2 separate regions of the Sus scrofa genome follow, and region 1 is linked to region 2. A link is a contact called in public HiChIP or PLAC-seq data. All regions are on one chromosome and are shown on one strand. The core of a region is the stretch at or near the end of the contact, and the rest is flanking DNA. Distances in the headings are between cores, read along the strand shown.

Region 1 (6,274 bases), core at 1,757-4,256, 83 kb after region 2:
GGTTAAATTACAACTTTTATCTTTTCTAACTGTAAAAGTAAAGTATAATCATTATAAAGCACTTTGAAAAAATAAGACTATAAAGAATAAAAATTACCTATAATTCTATCACCTAGAGATTATAGTAGGTTAAGTCTTTCTTGGGTGGGAGGGTTAAGAATTATAGTCATATGTTTGAGTTTCAGCTGAATCAGGTCAAGTCTCATCATGACAAATTATGAGATATAAATTACTTCGAGTACTTGAATTTTAGTGTCTCAAATACTACTGAAATATCCTTACTAACTTGTTAGCTACATATACACAAGGCCCTACTATAAATTATTTTAACCTGTCTCATTTGGCAGACCTGTCTTTTACACAATAAACAAACATCTTAGTCGCAAAAAAAAAAAAAAAAAAAAAAAAAATCGCACTTCAGTGGCTATTGCTTTTAAGTCAATAATCATGTGATGTACCTACCAATGGCCGCCTAATCTCTGATGAATGTACATTTAATGTCCCTTACACTTTTGGGGACATAATTTCAGTAGTTAAAAAACACTGTAAAAAAAAAATTCAGAATGTAAAATGAAAAAAATCTAATTTCTAATCAGCTAGGTTAAAAGTTCAAATAGTTTCAGAATTATAAAATGTATAGAACATGTAACTGTTCAGCATAAAATAATTACAAATTTAGTGTGCCAAATTATGTAACTATAGGCTTTTATTAGGAATTGTGAAAAATTACATTAAAGGCCTACAGAGACTATTAATGAGAGATACAGCAAGCATATTACTGTTAAATAAAACAGTATTAATATCTGAATTGTGAGATTTATCCTCAAGTTTAGTTGGTTTAATGTGTTCCGGTTTTTTTGTGGCTTTACTCGTTAAAAAATATTTTCCCAGCCTCAAACTCAAAGGGAGCCACACCTGAGGGTTAATGACAAAAACATTCCCAATGTAAACTGTGTAGATGCGATAATTCAACTTATGCTTAAATTTGAAACTGTAATGTGGCTGATAATTTTATGATATGGTCTACCACAAGTTAAAGTAAACAAAGTTAAAGGGGACAAAAATCAGCAATTAAAGTGTGTAAAAACTGAATCTGAAAGCAATCTTTTAATTAAAAGTCACTTTTATAGTTAAAGTTCCCAAAATATGCTTTTGTGTAAATGAAACTATGAAATGTAGCTTTATGATATGTGGTATATTTAAGCATCATCACAGGACAAAGATTTTATAACTAATTACACACAGTAGTTAAACTAATATTCCCATACACTTTAAAGAACAATTAATTACATAAATCGCTCAGAACCATGAGAGCCCGGGTCTCATAAAAGTCTTCAAGTCTATTTATATAGAATCAAATCCACTCTGGACAAGTCACTGTTCAACCATTCAACCTTCACTAAGCATCAAAAAGGCAACTCAGCTTTCAATAGAAATTACTTCTACACCTATATATACAAGGATGGTCTTCCTTTCCTAGACCGATTCGTTCTAAGCTAAGAAGCCTTGAGGAAACTAAACAACCTATTCAATCCAAGAAAAAACAGAAAATTGAAGATTTCATTAGTTGTCTAATCTAATATTTTAAAATAGTCACGTTGAACTGATTAAAATTGTTTTAAAAAAGAAATTCACCCCAAATTCCCATCCCTAAAAAATTAAAGATTCAGAAACATACTTGTTTTGTTAAATGTTTGAAAGACAAGGACCTCTCAGCATATAAGCCTGTTGTTCTAAAGAAATAAAACATTTTATAAAGACCACTTTGTTTTGCTTTTTTTTTTAATCCCCAATAGTCACAATTAGCTTATTGGTTAGAGTTCACCTTTAAAAGGTGTCACTAATTATCTAAATAACTAAAATTACTATTCAACGAAACACTAATAAAGTAGCATACTAAATCAGAAGTATAACTTTATCACTAAGTTAAACTTACATCTAAGTATAAACCATACCTAGCACAGACATCAAAAAGACATATTAGCAAAGAAAATCTAAATCAACTGTTTATCCAATACGTCATTAGTAACCTTCATAACATATTTTTAAGTAATTACTACATATTATTTTAAAACTTTTTTTTCCCTATAGGTGCCCTAAATTGGTCAGGGCCATAACTGCAGAGTGTTAAGCAGAGGTCAGATGGGAGAGGCAGAAACAGAAAATGTTAAGTATGACAAACAAAAACGTCCCACAAGAATAAGTTTTCACATCCATCTTTGAATTTGGACTCAAACGCCCAAGAGGAAAAGTTACTCTAATTCTCTGGAGACCTCTTCTGAGGGGCAGGGGTGGAACGGTGGGGGAAGGAGAATTCCCAGAGACAATTAAAAACACTCAACCAAAATATGCCTTAACTTTGCCCTGGTCCGCAATCTAACAAAATGGGAAGACAATGAACATAAACACTCCTGTGTGCCCTCAGAAAAGCAAAGAAAGCTCCCATTCAATGCTCAGCCTTATTCCACTCCTGTAAAGTAAATCCAAAACCACGAGCTCAAACTGCTTCATGCAGAATTTACTGAATGGCGGCCAAAGGCTGTACACGCTGTCCTGAACCACACAGAGGGATATCTAGAGTTCTGCATTCTCCATTTACAACTTGTACCTTACCATGCTTTCGCCACCGCTGCAGAAGCCCATTTTCAAACTGAGACTACGACGTTCCTCCCCGCCCGTCCGTGTGAAGCAGGTTCTCTCCCGGCGGGAGAGAAACTTCGCCTTCGCTCTCCCGGCCCCCGCCCAGTTTTTAAAAAATTGAACTAGTTTGACTCCTCTACTGCAACCAGCACCCCTTTTTAGAAGTCATTAAGGGTAGATGCGTTCTAACGCCCCGGAGTGAATTGAATACGGAGCCCTAAAACTCCTCAATGGCCTTCACCTGGCACTAAAATAATCACCTGTTCAAACTGAGCGGCCCTGGCACCCTCTAAGCGCGGCCGAGAGCGGGAATGCTGTTCCAGTCACCAGTCCCGGGTCTGCAGGTGAAGGCGGCGAACACACATCCACACCCACCGCCCGGGGAGCGCAAACCGAAAGCCAGGACCGCGGCGGCCGGACGCTCCGTTATCCTCGCCCTGCGCGGGCCCCGCCAGGTGAGCGAGGCTCCATCGTGCCCGCGGCGTCCCGACGCTCGGCTCACCCCAGCTCCACTTCTCCCGCCGCCCGGGCCCGGAAGGCGAAGTTTCTCTCCCGCCCGCGGCGGCTACTGCTCACGCGCCGCCCGGCCCTCCCGCCAGTCCCGCCGCCTGCTCCGGCCGGCCGCAGTCACCGGCGCCGGGCCTCGGACGAGCCGGAGCCCGGGACCTGTCACCCCGGGCGGGAAACAAAAGCCGGGTGAGGACCAGCGGGCGCCACCGGCCTCGCCTCCGCGAGGGGGAGCGCGGCGGGGGCGGGGAGCGGCTCTCGCGGCCGCCCGGCTCCGCGCCTCCAGGAGGGAACCCCGGCCCCGCGGCCTGGCGGGACGCAAAGGAGCCCCGCGGCGGGCTGGGGACCTCCGGCGCGTCCGCCTCGAGGCTTCCCCGGCCCCTCTCTCCCCGACGCGCCGTTCCCGGACTGGGGAGCCGCATGAGGAGGCGGGGAGGCGGAGCGGGAAGGCGGCGGGACCGCAAAGGAGGAATTCGGCTCCCGGAGCTCCACGACCACCCGCCCCATCCTTGCGGCCATGGCGCCGGTACCTGTCGCCGGGGTTGCTCTACTGCTCTGTCTCTCCCCGCCTCACCCGCACGCAGCTGTCCCCTCAGCCCGCCCAGCAGGCCGCCCGCGCGCCGGACGCCGCCGCCTCCAGAGACTGGCAGCGCCTGCGAACCGGCCCGAATCCCCCGGGCAGCGCCCGGCGCCGTCCCGCCCCCGCCGGCCGTAGGACCCGCCTTCCATAGGGCCCCGGGGCCGTCAGTCCGCCCCCAAAAGGCGCGCGGGCTGTCGCTCTGCCTGTTCGGATTGGCGGCCTCGCGCTGTCCATGCAAATAAGGCCCCGCCCCCGTCCATTTGCACCTCCGCCTTGGTGTAACCTCCGCCTCTCCACGCCAGCCCACGTGTCTGGCCCTTGCCCTTTGTGGGGGCTGGAGGCAAGGGATGAAGGAAACTGACCCACACCCCCTCACACCGTTCCTTGCCTCCAGGGAAATTAATGCCTAAATAAGCTTGTTGACTTAACAACGGGGTCTCTCCCTGAAAACTCTGTCCCCCTTCCTGCCCACCCAACCTGCCCCGTGGATGGAGAGGGGCAGGCCAGGCTGTTTGTGTCAGGTAAGCAAGCCAGGTTAGCCCCAGGAAACACCACCAGGAACTCAAAGTTGTCTCTCAGAAGTGGGAAAATCCCACCCGGAGAACCGTCGCACATAGCACTTTTCTCTGGACTTGCAGTCATTGCGAAGATTATGCTTTCCCCGCGGCTTTCTACCTTTCCAATATGAGATCCCAGTGGATTGAGACAGCAGAGGGCCTTAGAAGATGTTCGTGGTCTCTGCCCCCTGCCAAAGGGTAGGCCTACTGAGCAAACTCGGCTTCAGCAGGGGCTCTGGGCCCTCCAGCGAGATAGCGATCTGGGGATTCAGGTGAGGGTCGGAACTAGCTGCACCTGGACCTTAGGGAGTATCGCGCTCAATACCCCTCGTTTTTGAGGAAACAGAAACCTAGTCCCGTAGCTCTGGAACTTAAGAATTACATATGGCAACCTAACATCTAGCCAGATTAAAAGCCACAGCTTCTAGTTCCACATCTGCTCACTATACTCTATCACCTCGGTCATTTAGGTATTTATGAAGAGCTGCTTCTACAAATGAGCATTTCTGCCTTCCAGAGGTGGTGCCTGCAGAAATGACCAGGAGAGCCAACACTGAAACCTCCTCAAGGGCAAGGGCCCTGTCTCCGTGCCTAGGAACTCTCTTTTTACCAGATGCCAGGGAGAGTCAATGAAACAGTTTATTTGTGCAGTAATTAGCCAAGACAAAGGTGATTAAAACTACTCTGCATACAGCGTTGATTAAGCACCCATTATGCTCTTTAACAGACAGTATTCATCCTTGCGCTATGTACGGAGCACAAAGGTGAGAGGATCTTGTCCCAGACCTTAAGGACTTCAGCTTAAGAGATAGTGACATCCACACTGCATGTCAGTGCTCCTCATGTAACAGAGACAGTGACAGATGTCTGCAGAGGGAATGGCTATGCATAGGTCAGTGGAGGACTCCAATTAGTGGGGAATCAGCTCTTCCTGGGAGAGTCAGGGAAGCCTCCTTGAAGAGATGAGGCTAGAACTGAGTATTAAAAGTGGTGCTTGCCAGACAGAGGATGTGCAAGAGGAAGGAAAGGAACTTCCAGGACAGAGTAGGGGTGAGGTGGGGCTGGGGGAGGAATCTCAGGAGCAAAAAAATGCAAAGCTGGAAAAGCCTAGTAACTGAGGGAACAGCAAGGAGCAGTGTGGGCAAATCGGGGCTGTGTGGCCATGTCACATGCTCTGGGACCAGGCTCTTCCAGAAGGAAGACAGAAAGACCCGGGAGGCTGCCAGGCAGTGTTGTAACACACCGCAGCAAACAACAACAGGCCCTGTAGATACAGCTGCAGGCTTTTTTTTTTTTTTTCTAGGCGTCTGTGGGGAACAGTCAGTTCCACAGTTGCAGTGGCAGTCTGGCTGGCCCCACCCACTCTCTCAGAAAACCACTTCGGTCACTGCACTTGCCCTCCTCAGCATTTGGAAACACAAGTGCTTGCAATTTCCCTAAACATTGCTGCCCTTCAGAATTCAAAGATAACATGGGCTATGGCTGCAGACACCTGGGTGTGGGATGAGCCACCCTCTCCTCACATACAAAACAGTTCTTTGCAAGGCCTGTCACCAAGGCTGGCCTCATGGGCTTGTGACCTGTGCTTGGATTCATGCTCTGCTATCACTGTCTTCAAATTCTTAGTTGTTTTTTTTTTTTTTTTTAAACAAGGGGCCCCACGTTTTCATTTTGGCATGGGACTTGCGAATTACTTGCCAGTCCTATCTGTCACTGTTAATGACCCTGGGAAAATGCTGGTGCTACTGCTCAAACTGTATCTCATTTAAAAGCACTTGGGGAGTTCCCGTCGTGGCGCAGTGGTTAACGAATCCGACTAGGAACCATGAGGTTGCGGGTTCGGTCCCTGCCCTTGCTCAGTGGGTTAACGATCTGGCGTTGCCGTGAGCTGTGGTGTAGGTTGCATACGCGGCTCGGATCCCGCGTTGCTGTGGCTCTGGCGTAGGCCGGTGGCTACAGCTCCGATTCAACCCCTAGCCTGGGAATCTCC
Region 2 (6,448 bases), core at 219-2,718:
AACACAACGGAGCTCACAGCACAATGAGAGTTCCTTTGATTGGAAATTAGTTTCAAAATAAATTTAACTTTATTATTTTCTGGAGTTCCCATCGTGGCACAGTGGAAATGAATCCGACTAGGAACCATGAGGTTGAGGGTTCAAACCCTGGCCTCGCTCAGTGGGTTAAGGATCTGGCGTTGCCGTGAGCTGTGGTGTAGCTTGCAGACGCGGCTCAGATCTGGCATTGCTGTGGCTGTGGCATAGGCTGACGGCTACAGCTCCGATTAGACCCCTGGCCTGGGAACCTCCATATGGCGCGGGTACAGCCCTAAAAAGACAAAAAAAAAAAAAAAAATTCAACTTTATTATTTTCAAATACATGCTAGAGAGGTTCTGAGGGAATCCAAGGCTTAAGATATTTTTACTAGAGTAAATGCTCATGTTTCTGAAGAATTTTGTGAGTTATGAAAAGTTTGTGTTCTCATATATTTTAAAATCTGCCCAGGGAATTTAATTTAGATTAACATGATGACACTTTTCATGAAAAAAGATTTGCTGAGCAAAGTGAATTTCAGCCCACACATTGTAAAATATTGCAAGTATTGAGATTTATTATCCTAGTAGCTCACAACTTAGATGACAGATCTTTTTATGTGAGGTTTATTGTTAGAAGCATTTTCCTCCCTGAAGGAGAGTACATTTAGTGGGGGAGGAAACTATCAGTACATTCGTTGTGGTTTTTGGTTGATCAAGTTTGAGTGTGTTTTCAAAACAGGAAATCCAGAGACTCTGCAAAGGATTCCTGCTTGTGTGTCAGTTTCCTAGGCTGGCTTTCAGCTCGATGCATGTACTTGATATTAAGATTACATAAATAATTTCACAAGTTCTCTTTACATGTGATAACCCTTCATATTAGAGAAAGAACAGGTTGGCTACTAATAAACATGTTGGGAAAGATAAGTGAGGCAAGCACATGAGCAAAAAAAAAAAAAAAAAAAAAAAGTTCCCAAATTATAATGGAGTCATAATTAACAAAGCAAAAAGGTTCACTGTAGCTGGTCTAAGAGACAATAAATGACAGAACCAATGTTTGTGGCCACCTAGAAGGTAAATACATGCAATAAGGCTATACTTACTACCTTACATAGGAACAAATCTTTTAATTTTTTTCTACTAAATCTAACTCTTTTAAGCTGGACCTGGACAAGCACCACCTACAGTACCATAAAATCTTAAATTGATGTAATGAGATGTATGTGCACATAGGTGCACAGCCGTCTATACATGTAAACCGCCCCCTGTCAATACTGACATTATCCGAGCAAGAGGAGGTACCACAGCTCAGGGTGTGGACAGTCCATCGATTCTTTACATCTCCCTACAAGCAGCAGCGGCTGTGGCTCCAATTTCTAAACTTGGAACACTGGTGTGACAAGTTCTACAAGACTGCTGACAAGAACTCACACCCCACCTTGGGGCTACAGAAATGCCTGCTACTGCCACTGCGACAGCAGGCCCCCATCATGGTGACAGATGCAGACACGCCCAGCTCCTGTAGACCTAGCTTTTTAAAAAAAACTGTCTCAACAGTTGCCACAAAAGAAAACTGTGGCAGCTCTGGCTGTGGAAGACCTGTGGTTGCTTTTGACCTTGTATCTCTTAGTGCAAATACTCACTTAATAAATATTTAACAATAACCATCATGACTCACTGGGAGCTCGGCCTCTAGGGCTCAGGAGGTCTGTTGCTAATTCCAACCAGCATGATTTACGGGAAGTAACTGATCTATGACGTGCCCGAAGAGAATAAAAGTACATACAGGATGCTTCTACTTAAGGCTTTTTGGGGACAGAAAGAAACATACAAGTTAAAAAGGGACATTTTCTCTTGACTTAAAGTCTACATAACTTAAAGGGAGGAGGTCCTCCAAACCCCACCGAGTCAAACCAAACCAAATTACCCCAGTTTTGCTGCGCAATCCGAGAGTAACCACATCAAGTGAACCCAGGCTGCTGCAAAACATCACTTAAACTGGAGCTCTGACTTATTGTTCTCTTACTGCCCTAGAGCAATTTTGTTTTGAAGAGCACAGAACACCCTGTTCTGAATGTGGCTGGCACATGAACTCGATGTGCTGACAGCAATTTGTACTCCGATTAAGATGGGGGGGGGAGTGCACTGCAGTAAGGGAAAAAAAAAAAACAAAACAAAACTGGAATGCAGGAACCAAAAAACTGTATAATGTGTATTTTAGGAAGCAAAACTGAGAAAAAAAATTGCTGTAAATGCTCCAGCCTAAAGACGTTACTCTGGTAAGTGTCTGTTTTTCTCTTTTCTAATTATAGTAGTCTGATAGCTTTGCACTCATTTCCAAAACAATTACTGGGTCATGGGGATCTGAATGGGAATGTTGTAATGGCATTACTACTGGACAAGACTGGCCATTTAACAGAGAAAACCAGGTTGTGACAGGTTACTCCTACTCGGCAACGGTTTTCTCTGCTGCCTGATTCATATGCCAAGGGAGAGTCTCTCTGCCTGCATCTGCTATCTAACAGAGCGGAGCATCCAAGAGACAGTGAGTGGGATCCTACCGACCCCTAGAAAAGGCAAATGAAGAGGCAGAGGTGGATTTCTAAAGTCAGAAGAGGCATATTAATCACTGATTAGAAGAGAAACTGTTCCCCTCAGCCACAGAGGTCAATTCCCGCCCCCCCACTCCCTCCCCGCGACTGTCCGCCTCTGCATTTTGTACTCTGATGAACAGATGCCACGGCAGGGCTGCTTACGGTGCCGAGGGATGATGGTTGCCGACTGAGAGCAGGCGTGAACTTGGCTACTTGAGCAGAGTAGCCCTGATGCAAACGATTGTGTATCTTAGTCTAGACAGGAAGCATACACAGGACAATAGACTACACCAACACAAACCCTCACACTCTGCAGCAGGATAGCACTGCAGTCAGACCTGGATTCCAGTCCCTTCTGTCACTAAACAATTGTGGCTTTGGGCAAGGTCTTTTAAATTATCTGAAGCTCAGTTTCTTCATATACAGAATAGGGGGAGTAACTAACTTTAGCCTAACTCATAACTATTGAGAGGATTGAATTAGGTACTGAATTAATTAAAGCTTTTAGCCTAGCACTTGGCAGGCATTCATTTCTGTGTCAGGGTGGCTACTATGTGAAAGCACTGTGTTACGTGTGGCTACAGAGATGAACTCAGTGAATGTTAGCTACAATTATTTTCCTGCAATTAGTGGTAAATTATACCACATTAAGCATGTTTTAGAACTTGGTATGAGAAACCACTTCATGGCTCCACAGAGAGAGCCGTCAAAGTATGAATAAAACTCAAAGCGAGCAGAAGCAACATCTTCTGTTTCTTTTGTACCTCACAGTGCCCAACACATGGTTCAGGGCCAGAAAGTAAATATTTATTTAATGATTAATCTGAAAATAGGGCATTAAGGAAAATGGTAGTAATTTTCATTCATTTATAGGAATTTTCCTTTTTGAATATATCAGTACTCCTCTTTTTAATAAATTCCAAGAGCTATTTAAATTCTTCACTGATACGGAACTCTTGTTTTTTAATACTATTCTAAAATAAATGGTCCACTGGCTGAATTTTTAGTAACAAATGATAAATATATATATTTATACATATTCATATTTATCAATGTTAACTAAGCAGCATTATCCCCCCTTGAATAAGAAAATCCTTTCACGTTGCCGTGAGCTGTGGTGTAGGTTGCAGACGCGGCTCGGATCCCGCGTTGCTGTGGCTCTGGCGTAGGCCAGTGGCTACAGCTCCGATTCAACCCCTAGCCTGGGAACCTCCATATGCCGCGGGAGCGGCCCAAGAAATAGCAACAACAACAACAACAACAAAAGACAAAAAAAAAAAAAAAAAAAAAGAAAATCCTTTCAGAAAATTTGCTTCCCCTCCTCATATTCCGTCTCCACCACATTTTGTTAAAATGACCTGGGATCTAGTTCCATACTAGTTAAACTAGTATTCTTTTTTTCCTTCAAACTAGTATTTTTAACACTATAGTTCTACCATTTCAGGGGTCCAACTTCACTGTCACATTATGGAAATTAATTTTACTTTATTTTTTTGTCTTTCATCATTTAAGGGCTGCACCCCCAAAATGTGGAGGTTCCTGGGATATGGGTTGAATTGGAGCGGTAGCTGCCAGCCTACGCCAGAGCCACAGCAATGCCAGATCCGAGCAGCACCTGTGACCTACACCACAGCTCATGGCAATGCCAGATCCTTAATCCACTGAGCGACACCAGGGGTCGAACCCGCAACCTCATGTTCCTAATCAGATTCATTTCCAATGTGCCACGACGGGAACTCCTGGAAATTAATTTTACGCCCAGTAATGTTTCTTATGCCTCAAGTCTTCACTTCTTGGCTTTATCTTTCGGGATGTTTTAGTACATCCTATAGTTCTGCTTTTTTTTTTTTTCAAAAAGGGCACAAGTCTGCATATTCTAAACAGTTACTTTTTTTTTCTGATACTTAAATGATAATTTGGCTGAGTACAGAATTCCAGGTTCAAAACACTCATAGACTGGAGTTCCCGTCGTGGCACAGTGGTTAGCGAATCTGACTAGGAACCATGAGGTTGCGGGTTCGATCCCTGCCCTTGCTCAGTGGGTTAAGGATCCGGCGTTGCTGTGAGCTGTGGTGTAGGTCGCAGACGTGGCTCGGATCCTGTGTTGCTGTGGCTCTGGCATAGGCTGGCAGCTACAGGTCCGATTAGACCCCTAGCCTGGGAACCTCCTTTTGCCGCAGGAGCAGCCCAAGAAATGGCAAAAAGACAAAAAAAAAAAAAAAAAAAAAAAAAAAAAAAAAAAAAAACAGAAAAAGAAAACAAAAAAAAACACTCATAGACAATACTCAGTGCATGTCTTTAGTGTTTACTGTCACAAATAAGTCTGAGGTCATTCTGATTCTCATTTCTTTGTGTATAGTTTGCTTCTTCTTGGAAGAGTTCAAAATTTTAAGTTATGGAATTAAGAAATTTCACCAGAAATACAATGGAATATTACTCAATCATAATAAGATTGAAATCTTGCTATTTGTGACAACATGGATTGACTTAGAGGGTATTAAGCTAAGTGAAATAAGTCAGACAGAGAAAGACAAATATTGTATGATTTCACTTACATGTGAAATCTAAAAAACAAAACAAATGAACAGATATAACAAAACAGAAGGAAAGTTACAGATACAGAAATAAACAGAGGATTGCCAGAGGGGACAGGGACAGGGGGAATGAGTGAAATAGATTAGGGAGATAAAAGGTACCAAGTTTGCTAGAAAATAATTAAGTCATGTGATACATATATATACACACAATGGAATATTACTCAGCCACAAAAAAAGAATTAAATAATGGCATTTGCAGCAACATGATGGACCTAGAAATTACACTAAGTGAAGTTAGCCAGTGAAGGACAAATATCATATAATATGTGGAATCTGAAAAAAGGATACAACAGAACTTATCTGCAGAACAGAAACGGACTTACAGACTTTGAAAAACTATGGTTACCAAAGGGGACAGGTTGGGCGGAGGGAAGGGTAAACTAGGGGTTTGGGATGGAAATGTTCCAAAATTAGGCTGTGATGATGCTTGTACAACTATAAACATAAAAAAAAAAAAATCACTGAATTAAAAAAAAGAAAATAAGTCAAGGGATGTAACATACAGCATGAGGAATATAGTCAGTAATGCTGTAACAACTTTGTATGCTGCCAGATGGTAACAATACTTACTTCATAACGTATAAAAAGACTGAATTACCAGGTTGTATACCTGAAACTACTATAACATTTTAAGTCAATTATATTTCAATTGGAAGGAAGGGAAGGAGGGAGGGAGGAAGGAAGGAGGGAAAGAAGGAGGGAAGGAAGGAAGGAAGGAGGGAAAGAAGGAGGGAAGGAAGGGAAATTTCACCAGGATGTATCTAAGTGAAAAAGCACTCCTTACTCCTGTATGCCACTATCAACTGGCCCTTTCAATCTTTTTTTGTTTTTGTTTTTTTTTTGCCTTTTCCAGGGCCACTCCCATGGCACATGGAAGTTCCCAGGCTAGGGGTCTAATCGGAGATGTAGCCGCCAGCCTATACCACAGCCACAGCAATGTGGGATGCAAGCCGCGTCTGCAACCTACACCACAGCTCACGGCAATGCTGGATCCTTAACCCACTGAGCAAGGGCAGGGATCGAACCCACAACCTCATGGCTCCTAGTCGGATTCGTTAACCACTGCACCACAACGGGAACTCCTGGCCCTTTCAATGTTAAGATTCTTCTACTATTTCAGCAAATTTTCTTCTATTACACATTTGGTTAGATACATACTGCTATCCTTGATTTATAATCCCAGTTTTCTAATTTTTCTTTCTTTTTTGTCTTTTCAGGGCTGTATCCACGGCATAAGGAGGT

The links. HiChIP or PLAC-seq counts read pairs in DNA pulled down with a chosen protein or histone mark.
Region 1: a contact with region 2 is called in an H3K27ac HiChIP or PLAC-seq map of skeletal muscle. The contact joins the promoter of FKBP5 here to the enhancer-like site in region 2. A contact is called at or near these places in 4 of 47 Hi-C or Micro-C datasets (embryonic fibroblasts, retroperitoneal adipose tissue and skeletal muscle) and 2 of 2 datasets of contacts at active chromatin or transcription factors (alveolar macrophages and skeletal muscle).

The regions. Positions count from the first base shown.
Region 1 is chr7:31,546,824-31,553,097 of Sscrofa11.1, forward strand. It overlaps FKBP5 (FK506 binding protein 5), which reads right to left and starts at 3,007. Exons shown (of 12, transcript NM_001315611.1): 1 at 2,901-3,007.
Region 2 is chr7:31,465,718-31,472,165 of Sscrofa11.1, forward strand. The region is part of intron 6 of FKBP5 (FK506 binding protein 5); the gene reads right to left. LOC110261510 (a long non-coding RNA gene) reads left to right here. Exons shown (of 3, transcript XR_002345681.1): 2 at 2,237-2,294. Among named protein-coding and RNA genes, the nearest start is that of FKBP5, 81 kb to the right of the region's middle. Within about 2 kb of position 1,469, at least 49 of the 83 cell types and tissues checked have an H3K27ac peak or open chromatin away from gene starts, as enhancers often do. A contact at or near this core is called in alveolar macrophages, embryonic fibroblasts, retroperitoneal adipose tissue and 1 more, where this site is marked.